2 separate regions of the Gossypium raimondii genome follow, and region 1 is linked to region 2. A link is a contact called in public Hi-C data. All regions are on one chromosome and are shown on one strand. Each heading gives the region's core, a stretch centred on a gene start, on an enhancer-like site or on the middle of the called end of the contact. The rest is flanking DNA. Distances are from core to core; before and after follow the strand shown. Region 1 holds the start of LOC105791830 (arabinosyltransferase XEG113). Region 2 holds the start of LOC105791826 (abscisic acid 8'-hydroxylase CYP707A2).

Evidence for each region. Hi-C and Micro-C count contacts between places; a contact is called where the count stands out from the background.
Region 1: a Hi-C map of leaf shows a contact between it and region 2, with 3 times the contacts expected there. The contact joins the promoter of LOC105791830 here to the promoter of LOC105791826 in region 2. A contact is called at or near these places in 2 of 2 Hi-C or Micro-C datasets (both in leaf).

The regions. Positions count from the first base shown.
Region 1 is chr8:48,836,139-48,842,365 of ASM2569854v1, reverse strand. LOC105791830 (arabinosyltransferase XEG113) reads right to left here and starts at 1,296. Exons shown (of 13, transcript XM_012620074.2): 1 at 917-1,296; 2 at 301-528; 3 at 22-227. The coding sequence starts at 1,109.
Region 2 is chr8:48,648,844-48,654,234 of ASM2569854v1, reverse strand. It overlaps LOC105791826 (abscisic acid 8'-hydroxylase CYP707A2), which reads left to right and starts at 3,561. Exons shown (of 7, transcript XM_012620067.2): 1 at 3,561-3,833; 2 at 3,927-4,245; 3 at 4,353-4,739; 4 at 4,832-5,006; 5 at 5,219-5,325. The coding sequence starts at 3,634.

The DNA of each region.
Region 1 (6,227 bases), core at 47-2,546, 190 kb before region 2:
TCTGGATAGGAAAGGGAGTACCTTGAGCCACACCATGTCTGTATCACACATCAATAGCTCATAACCAAAAGGAAGTATAGCATTTATAAGTAATACTTTCTCTCTCCCCATTTTATGAAATGTAGGAGAGCCCCATCCAACATCTATTGTGCTCATATGGCTGCCCATATCAAATACTGGAACACCTTTCCAATACAAAGCCTCCAACAGTTTGGTGTCCATAGCACCTAAATCACAACGATTCCAATTCATTGTCCACTTTTAAGCACAGTTAACTGCAGGAAGATTTTAACAACTTACCAACAAGAAGATTAGAAACATCAAGATCCGTCAAGTGTTTAACCCAAGTCAAGATGAAATCCATAAACGCAAAGTTGCCAAAGGTGACAATAATGACATTGTCTTTCGCCCTTTCTCCAACCAGTTCTTTTGTTAATTTAAAGGACTCCAAAGGTGGCATTTTCGAATTACTAGGCGGAGCCTCCCATATAGTTTTCAACTGGTTGCTACCAGGTTGTGATGCTTTGTCTGTTGGTTGAGAAATGTTGTTACTGAAATTAGAACCACCATCTACCATTTGAGGACATCAGTTAATAAAATCATGTAATTGACTAATGGTAAAGCAAATGCTAAAAGAGTGAAGTTGATGTACTGAACAGAACATCATAATAAAAGGTATCAAAGAAAGTCTTCAAAATTGCAACATAATTCCATAAAAGAAGCTAGGGGAAGAAAGGGTCTAACATACAAACAAAAAGTCAAACTAACAAAAACCCATTAGCAATATTCCATTTTGATTAGGATCCAATAACGAAAACAATGTTTACTCAGTTGTTCTAATAACATATGATCAGCCATTTGTACATACATAGAAGCTTAAATTAAAAAACAAAAGAAAAAAGAACAAGGAGCGTACTTTGGGAGAGAGGAGGGGAGGAAAGCCAAGAAGTAGAGATAGACTGGGTGCTGGTGGGAGCGGATGGAGAGTAAATGGCGGAGAACACATAAAAAGAAGTCGCCACTATCCCCACGATAATGGTGGTGTATATCGTCAGAAACAGCGGTTTAGAAGCAGCAGCCTCTTGAACTGCGTTTCTCCATCCCCCCATCTTTGCTGTGGGTTCCAACTTGATCTCTTTTTGGCGTTGAATTTTTTCAGGATGAAAATGCGAAACAAAGGAAAGGGGGTTTCGATTATAGTAGTCCGGACTCCATGTTTAATTTAGGAGTTTTCAGATCAAATTCAATAGCTGTAGCAACTTGTTATGTAAGAGCTGTAGGTTATAGCTTGGTCAACTTTCCCAGCCCATTGTCTTTTATTTATATCACAAATCAGTCATTACTATTATTTTAGAATTTACCATGTGGCAAGCTGGCATAAGGACTATATAAAATTTACAACAACATAGAAGAGAATAGATTTCTATTGAGTCATACACAAAATGGCAAGCGATAAGTGGTTTTAAGATCAGGGTGTCTGGTGCAGAGCAGAGCTTGGTGATGGACAACATTTCAGAATCTTGTCCGAATTTTGTGGGATTATGGCTTGGTTTTTACTTGGAAAACATTTTACAATCCCTTCATTTGATACATGTTTTAGTCAATGAAAATTTCATTTTGCTTACAAAATAACAAATATTTCACTAGAGTGAAAACCCCCTCGGTTCACACTCAGGGATTTTCAAGAAATTTTTAATTAATCTACGTAAAATTAAATTTTATTTGTAAAAGTAAAGGGAATAAAAAGTTGGAAAGGTGATATAATTGGTAGATTAGAAAAATTAAAGGAAAGTTCATCTTAGCATATAAAACAAACCATTCTAAATATTTTACAACACCAAAAAATTCATTCTAAATTTGAATAAGAGGAGGTGAGAAATGAGAGATGTAACTATACATATTTAAGTAAAAATACCATAATAATTTCTATATTGCATTTTTTCTTCGAGTAAAAAAAATAAGTAAACTGATCTTTTTGCGCACATGTGAAAAAGAAATTATTTAAAAGTGTTAGGATATTATTATATGATATTATCTCTTAGCAATTTGATTCATAATGGATATTATAGGATATTATCTTTTAGCAATTTGATTCCTACGTAGCTACTATTGTATAGATATATATATCCTTAAGGTCTATCAATAAAATTCAAGTGGCATCTGAGCAAGGTTTTTGACACAATTTTTTTTCTTTCATCATTCTAAATGCTTGGCGGCGAGTCTTCTCCTCCTCCATCACCACCAAGGAGGGCGACACTTCCTGGTTTTACCGTTGAACAATAGTAGTCTCTTTTAGCGGTGTTTGGTAATAAACAATCAACTTCCACTCGGTTGAATGGTAAGTCCAAGAATAATTGGATTATTGATACGGGGTGTTCAAATCATGTTACGAGTGATCTTATGTGTTTGACGAATGTGAGAGATGTTGTAGCATGTTCCATAGGACTCTCTGATGGCCAAACAATGGTGGCTACCCAAGAAGGAATGGTTAAATTGAGGACAAAATTCAATTAAAACACGTTCTTTACATTCCTAAATTAAACTGTAATTTAATTTGGTTTCCTAGTTGAATGATGATATGAACTGTTTTGTCCAATTTTCTACTAACATATATGCTATTCACCTTCATTCGAGGGAGCTGATTGGAGCGGGTGAGAGATGAGATGGACTTTACTACTTCCGGCATGTTTCGATGGTCAAAGTGGTTTCAATTGAAGCTTCATCCTCTTTGGAACTTTGGCATAGAAGATTGGGTCACCCTTGCGAGAAAGTAGTAAAATTACTTCCTTATGTTAGTAACTCTAGAGATAATCTAAATAAAACATGTTAAATTTGTCATCGTGCTAAGCAGGCTAGAAATAACTTTCCAATTAGTGAACAAAAAGCCACTCGTATTTTTGAGTTAGTTCATTGTGATTTATGGGGTTTTTATGACACTCCTTCATCTTGTGGATCTCATTGTTTTTTGACATTAGTTGATGATTTTTCTCGTGCTATTTGGGTATATCTATTGGAAAATAAAAAAAAAGAGGTTTTCAAAGTTTTCATGTTATTTATTGCTATGGTTGACCGCCAATTTCTCAATAAATAAAGTGTGTTTGAAGTGATAATAGGACGAAATTTAATTGTTCAGGATTATTTTCTTGCAAATGACATTATTTTTCAAACATCTTGAGTTGAGGCTCTTCAACAAAATGTGAAAGTGGAGAGGAAACATCAACATATTTTAAATGTAGCTCATGCTTTACATTTCCAGGGAAATCTACTTATATCTTTTAGGGGAGAGTGTGTGTTGGCTACATCTCATCTTATTAATCAAACTCCTTCACCTCTTCTTCACAATAAAACACCCTACGAAATGTTGTTTGGTAGCCTTCCTTTGTTTGATGATCTTCGTGTGTTTTGGTGCTTATGTTTTGCTCATAATCAACGTTCTAAAGGTGATAAGTTTGTTAGTCGAAGTCGAAAGTGTGTTTTTGTTGGGTACCCTTTTGGAATAAAAGGGTTGATATTTATATGATCTGGATTCTAAGAAGTTCTTTGTGTCCCACCATGTGAAATTTTTTGAGGATATTTTTCCATATTTGGATGAGAATGCTGCAACCATTAAGCCTGGCAATGTTGCTGTAGCAACCCATTTTTAGTGGTATCAAAAACAGTGGTTTCGGGACCATGACTTCGATTAGTCAGTATTTTATTATTTATTTAATATTTATATAGTTATTACAATGTCGCATTAAATTTTGGTTAGAAAATTTTAACGTTTAGATAGTTAATTAAGTAAAAAGGACTAAATCGTAAAAGTTGTAAAAAATAATTACTATAAGTTAAATTATATAGTTATAAAACCATGAATTAAGTGCTTGAAATGGTAAATCTACCAAATTGAAGTATAGTGGACGGTTAGGTGATAGGTTTTGTGTGAAATTTGAGTTAAAATGTTAATTTAATAAATAAACTGAAAATAAAAGATAACAAAACATGTTGTCATCTTTACTTTTTCATCACCACCGATTGTAAGAGGAGAAAAACACCATTGTTGAGTTCTTAAATTTCGACCAAGCTCTAATTGGGTGCATGTAAGTGTTTTTCAACCCGTTTTTTTTCATAATTTTTATATTTTTGACATCATTGTAGCTTAATCTAGCTAATCCTGAGACTAATTCGTAAAATTGTTAAAATTTAGAATTATGTCATGGATGAATTTGTGATGTTTCTGAAGTTTTTTGTTAGATTATTAAACTTGATAGTTAAATATGACTATTTTGTAAAGTGATTTTGGTTAGTTTAAGTTAAAAGATGAATTGATAAAATATTAAATTAAGCATGAAATTCTTATGATTAATAAATATGGGCTATAATGGTATGAGGGAACATTTGGCTAGCATGAAGTTGGTGTAAATGTGATAGATTTGGAAGTTTCAGGTTTAGGGATTAAATTGAATAAAAGATAAATGTATAGGGTAAATGTGCAAAATGACGAATAATGGTCAAATATGTGAATTTAAATGTTTTGTGTTATTAAATTAATTAATTGAATAAAATTATTATATTTAAATTAAGAAACGGATCAGTTGGTTGATAATCGCGGGAAAGGAAAAATCGTTGAGTAATCGTTGTCAAATGTTGATAGCTATCGTATTTTGGTAAGTTTGTATTACATTTATTAATGTTTTAATTAATTATGTGTTTGGTTATATGAATTTGAATGATTCTGTGATCTATTGAATGATAATAAAATTGAAAGATTATGGTTTGAAAGGTAAAATTTGAGTATGTAATGATCTTGGTAAAACATGATAAGCCCGAGTGAACTTAGTGAATAGTTAGGATACAAATGACATGTCATTAGGGCGTATCAGACACTAGTTGCCGGTGATTACAGTATTAGGTACTTTGTACCTGAGTTACAGTATCAAGCACTCTGTGCCAATTTATATTTATTAGGTACTATGTATCAATGATGGATACCATATTGATGGCTCGAGATCCTGCATATGTTACGGATTCTCTGAAGCTTGTGTGAGCAACATCATGTATTGGTTAATTTCCTTTTGTTAGCTTGTGTGAGCATTACCATCTCACGTACTCGAAGCTAATTTACTATTGTTCTCCAGGAAAAACAGTTAACTATTGAAATGGAAATAGAATGACATGATATAATGAATTCTATTTGTTTGATTATATCTTGGTATGTGATTCTTAACATGATATGAACTATTCAGGTTCATCCACTTCTCATACTTGGAATGATGAAACAAGACAAAGGAATGTTTATTCTATGTTATGTATGATTTATAAATTAAATTGGCAGGTATGTGATGTTTTATTTTATGAACTTACTAAGCTTTATATAAACTTACTCTATTTGGTTTTTCTTCTTTGAAGATTGATGGACTTTTGCTGTTGTTTGGAACATCATTGGAGATCACACTATCCAACAACTCTTTCGGTAGTTATTTGTTTATTTTGGTCCGATTATAAGTGGCATGTAAATAAGGTTTCGGTATGTTTATGTTATTAGGTAACTTGGTGATGACTTGTGTCATTTGAGATGTAATTTTGTATTTGGTATCTTGAAATGGTAGCTTTTCACTTGATGCCTTTGTTGATGAGATGTTGTTGAAATGGTCATTTTGGTTTTGGTAATTTATAAACTTATGATGAAGTATGTTTGCATTTGAAAGTTTAGTATAAATGGATGATTTTGGAATATGGTATTTGAGACTTGGTTGATGATTGAATAAGGTGGATGTGTTGATCATGTCTTAGTTTGGATAGTTGTTGTTTATACTTGAATTGTAGTGCCATTGATGGCATATTGGTTAGGCAAATACGTTGAATGTGAATTGGCATATTTTGGCATGTTTGGGTACATTTTGAATAGGTTTATGTGATAGTAAATGAATGGCTTGGAGTCTAAGAAATTGTGGGTGATTTGGCTTGTGTTTTAAGGTATTTTGGGCACACACGGTCTGTGACATGGTTGCATGACACGACCATATGGCCTCTTTGATTTTTTTGTGTAGGTTTGTCCACATGACCTCAGAGAGTTACACGGCCTAGCTACATGATCGTGTGATCCTAAGTTACACGGGCACAAGTTGTTGCACGGTTTGGCCACACGGTCATGCTCTTGAGCCATATGGGCTGAGCTTTGTCACACAACCTATGTTTCCACTTTTTACTCAAACTTTTGTAAAAGTTTCATTTTAATCCAGAATTGT
Region 2 (5,391 bases), core at 2,312-4,811:
GAATGACTAAAAAATGGATATTTCAGAGAAAGTAAAATATTGTAGAGATATAAAGTGTAGATTTCATGACTACTTGCAGGACCACTCTGTTTATAATAATTTAATTTTATTAAAGGTCAACCAAGTTGATATTGAGTGATAATGTATAAAATGAAAATTTTAAAACCATGTAGGCAGGCATATAGATTGGGATAAGAGTATGATTTTAAGAGCATGTGTTTTGAACATAAACTATAATAATTCAAAGGAAAAAGTCAGCCATTAAAATAAGTAAGTAATTAATTTTTAAATATGGTTTGGATGGGAGAAATCGCAACAGGTGGCTTCACAACACAAACTCATCCATCCGGCTATTAATTTCATCTCAACATAATTAAGCATAAAATAAAAACAAAACAGATGGTTTGTATTTGGTAACTGACTTTGACAACTCAACTCTTTTTAGGTTTAGCCACATGTATTGCTACAACACATGCATTAAGATGTCATGGTAAGACTTCCCATTTTCATCCTTTTATTTTTTTTATATTATTAAAATATCCTCCATTTTTATTTTACAAATCTGTTCTCTTTTTAGTCTGGACATATGTATTTATTTAGGTCGATTAGTCCTTGTAGTTTGACATAATTTATATTTTTGTTTTATATTTAAAATTTATCCTTTTTTAATTTAAAATCTATTTTAATCATTAAAATTAGTATTTTCAATCATAATTTACTAACGTGTGCCATATGGTTGAAAGAAAATAAGCATGTCAATTTTATAAATTTTAATGAAAATACTAACAATATTAATGATTAGATTAATTTTTTTAAATACACTTGAATTTTTAACTCTTTTAAACAAAAACAAAATCTCAAATTCCTCATATTTTAACCATTTATTTAGCATTCAGATACTGAAGTATCAAATTAATTAAATACCCAAATGTAGTAAAAATGTTAATTACGTCTTCATTGCCATCCTAAACACCCAAAGACCGTAAACAAATATTTGCAAAAGGCAAGTAGGGATTTTGGGTTGATTAAATTTAAAATTTTAAATGAAATTTAAATGCTTACCTCTCAAATTTTATAATTTTGTCTCCATCTCCTTAACTTCATCCTTATTTTTGACTTTTGATGAATGGTATTATCACTCTATATATAATTTATATTTAATGCACTAATAATATATAATTGTATACCTTGTGGATGAATCAATTTATTACATCATCAACAATAAATTTAATTTCAACTTTTTATAATATATACACAATAATAATATCAAATATTAACCCGGTGGAAGATATCACACCATATATTAATACTAGTGTTGCTGTTTTTTTTTTTGCCACCAATAGCTACTATTTAACTACCATAAATGTTCAATTACTCAGGACTTTTACTTTAATTATATCAGTATTGAATTCTTGTGATTAGTTTGATGATCAAAGATTGTTCATTCATAGAATCCATTCAATTTAAATTTTAGAAAATAAGTGGTAAACCATTATTTAAACAGTTCTATTTAAACATGGATAAGTGCTGAAAGAAAATACTACATTGGTATTGTAATATAATCATTTTACTATCCCTGTTGTTTTTCTTTCAAGTTTCCTTCATTTTATTCCTTTTGTTACCATATAAAAGAAAATATATCAGTATCGGTAACTTAGTTAAAAAAATGGTAAGCTACTAGTTATTCTGGATGGAAATGTACTCGAAAAGAAAAAGAGCATGAATTTTTTAATATATAATGTTATTTTAGTACAATTATAGTTACTAATTAATGTAGAATAAATAAATTTATTTGTGTTGGTTTTCAAATTAGTATGACTTAAATAAAATCAAAGTGCTAAATGCATAATTACACCATACACTTTAAACATTAAAATTCACATATAATTAAAAAATCTTATCATGGCTATACTAATTAATGATGTAGATGAAATATTAAAAATAGTTAAGAATAGAATGTTGATGAGCATAAGAGATGATAAATTGATGATTGAGAGCCCCCCACCCAAGATTGAGGTTTGGACTAATTCCTAAAGACCAAAATTATTATTCAATTATGGTGATTCTGAGTATAAATGAGAAATCACATTTTTATTGACGCAGTTCACGGTGACTTCGTTTCTTGTATATTAAATGTAAGTCTTTTATTTTTGGTTGGGGGCCTGACAAAGGTTTTGACTCACCAAAACACCACCCAAATCCAACCCAACATTTATTAAACACTCTCACTCTTTTGGCTGCTTATTATATATATGTTGATAAATATATTGTATCGGCTTTTATTGCAGCTTGTTCAAAGTGGGGTTTTTGCTTTGAGAATAGAAAGGCATGCTTTGAACTTTCTCCTTTTTGAAGATGGGGGTTTTGAATGACAAATTAATTTAGTTTAAGATTTAAAACTTATGGCACAGATTTTGGTGAAGCCTATAAAAATTGCAGACTTTTAGAGTGAGGTATGGTAAAACATTATGGGGTTTCTACCCTTCAATATTTGGATGCTCGAAGAAAAAGTGAGTACGGATTGAGCTAGTTAAAGTGACTCCTCCTTCTAACTTCAAACTCTCCTTTTGTCTTGCTTAAGGGACGTTTTCTTTCATGACTTAAAACCCAACCTTTTCTTGATTCTGGTAAAACACTCACGCGCTCTTTCTGCTTTCTTTTCTTTCAGTCTTGCCACGTGCTTGCTCTTTTTATTTTACGACTAAATTTAATCATTTCAGACTATCCACATCTCCACTTCAATCTTTAAACGGGAGTACAATTCGCTTAAACGAATTCATGTTTTTTTTTGATGGATAACAATTTTAATATTAACCGAGTTAAATTTAATTAATTTATTAAATTATTTATTGTATAATAATACAAAAGCATTCAAAATCATTAATAAAAATAAATGAAAAAGAAATAGATAAAATTATACAACATTGTGATTATAATACAATCACAAATATGAGTTTAAGTAATTACAAATTATAATCAAATCAACATCAAATATAAATAATCTAAGAATCAAAATAATCTAGACTAAAATTGATCCACGAGATTAAAACCCACACATGAAAGTAGATATATGTTCGAATAATTATAAAATAAAATCAAATTAATACAAAACACAAATAAACTAATAATCGAAATAATTGAGATTGAAATTAACCGATCAAATCGAATTAAAACCCACACATATAACTACACATAGTGAAGTGGAAGTGAAACTAAAAACACAAGGTTTAAAGCTTTGACCTTTACTGATAATGTTAACATCCGTAATTAAATAAGATGAAATTTTAATATTAATAAATAATAAAAATAGAATATGTAACAATGAACTGAGTCACTGAAAATATATTAGCACGGATAAAGAGTACAGATGAGTAGAACCAGAAAACATGCAATGAGCTGGAAGGAGATTCCGCGTGTGGGGGATTCAAGTTGTATTTCAAACCCCCTTCCTTTTCCCTTCCTATCTCCTTTTCATTTTTCTAACCCGACCCGACCGAGCCCGGCCCAATCCCCAGTCCCCCACCCCCCACCCCCTTATATATATACCTGCTGCTTCACTTATTTTCCTCACACAACTTCTTCACCATTCAGCTACCAAGCCAAGATTTCCACCCTATTTATAATTTATTAAACATGGCATTCTATTTTATGATTCCCTTATTTGCTTCCATTTTATTTATTTTTCTCTTCAATTTTCTGCTTAATTTGTTCAAATCCAAAAAATCCCGGGACTTACCCCTCCCGCCTGGCACCCTGGGTTGGCCGTACATCGGTGAAACCTTTCAGCTCTACTCCCAAAACCCAAATGTCTTCTTTGCTTCCAAGCAGAAAAGGTGTGTTATTTTTCTTTGTGGCATGTTCTTTGCAGTGTAATGTAATGCATACTTACAATGGGCGGTGGCTTGTGTTTGTTTGTTTTTATATAGGTACGGCTCCATATTCAAGACCCATATACTTGGGTGTCCCTGTGTGATGATTTCCAGCCCGGAAGCTGCGAAATTCGTGCTTGTCACCAAGTCTCACCTCTTCAAGCCAACGTTTCCGGCCAGTAAAGAGAGGATGTTGGGCAAACAAGCCATTTTCTTTAGCCAAGGACAGTACCATGCCAAATTGAGGAAGCTTGTGCTCCGTGCCTTCGTGCCTGAGGCCATCAAAAGCTTCGTTTCTAACATCGAATCCATTGCCAAAGATTCTCTCCAGTCATTGGAAGGCAGGCTGATTACCACTTTCCAAGAAATGAAAACGGTAAGCCCAAAAAACAGAGAGGGAAAAAAACAGGGTTGTTTCCTCTGTTTTTGTTTACCCTGTGTTTGATGATATGTTGATATCAAATATATTTTTTATATTTGCAGTACACATTCAATGTTGCGCTGCTATCAATATTCGGAGAGGATGAAGTGAAGTACAGAGAAGATCTGAAGAGGTGTTATTACATATTAGAAAAAGGGTATAACTCGATGCCCATTAACATTCCGGGTACACTTTTCAACAAATCGATGAAAGCAAGGAAAGAGCTAGCTCAGATCCTGGCCAAAATCATATCGACCAGGAGGGAAACGAAGCAGGAGTACAATGACTTGTTGGGTTCTTTCATGGGTGATAAAGAAGGCCTCACCGATGAACAAATCGCTGATAACATCATTGGTGTAATCTTTGCTGCTCGTGACACCACCGCTAGTGTACTCACTTGGATAATTAAGTACCTTGGAGAAAACCCCAGCGTTCTTCAAGCTGTCACGGTAAGTTTATTGCTCGTCCTATGGGACTAGTCTAAGAAAACTCCACCATAGACACAATGAGTGACTTGGTTGTTTCTTATGGTGTTTTACAGGATGAACAAGAGGCCATAATGAAAGGTAAAGAGAAATGCGGTGAGGAGCAAACTCTGAGCTGGGCAGATACCAAGAAGATGCCCATAACTTCAAGAGTGATTCAGGAGACACTTAGGGTTGCTTCGATTTTATCTTTTACCTTCAGAGAAGCAGTGGCTGATGTTGAATATGAAGGTCAGTTGCACCACAACCTCTGTCAATATATATACAAATACTAAGTCACTCTTTAGTGATAAAAGATTTCATTTGATTTGAAATCTTGATTGGTCCACATTTCAATACAGATAATTCAATCTATATAACTGTTAAGAGTATAATGCTACTACCTTTGCCTTTTTGGTTCAAATAGCCTAACTTGTCTTTTTGGTGTGAAAAATATTAAACAGGGTATCTTATACCAAAAGGATGGAAAGTTTTACCACTTTTTAGAAACATTCATCACAGCCCAGAAATCTTCCCAGATCCTGAAAAGTTTGATCCTTCAAGATTTGAGGTAGACTTATGCAGAGTTTTGTTGTTTTCAATTTTTTTTTTAAATTAAAAAAAAAAGAGAGAGAGA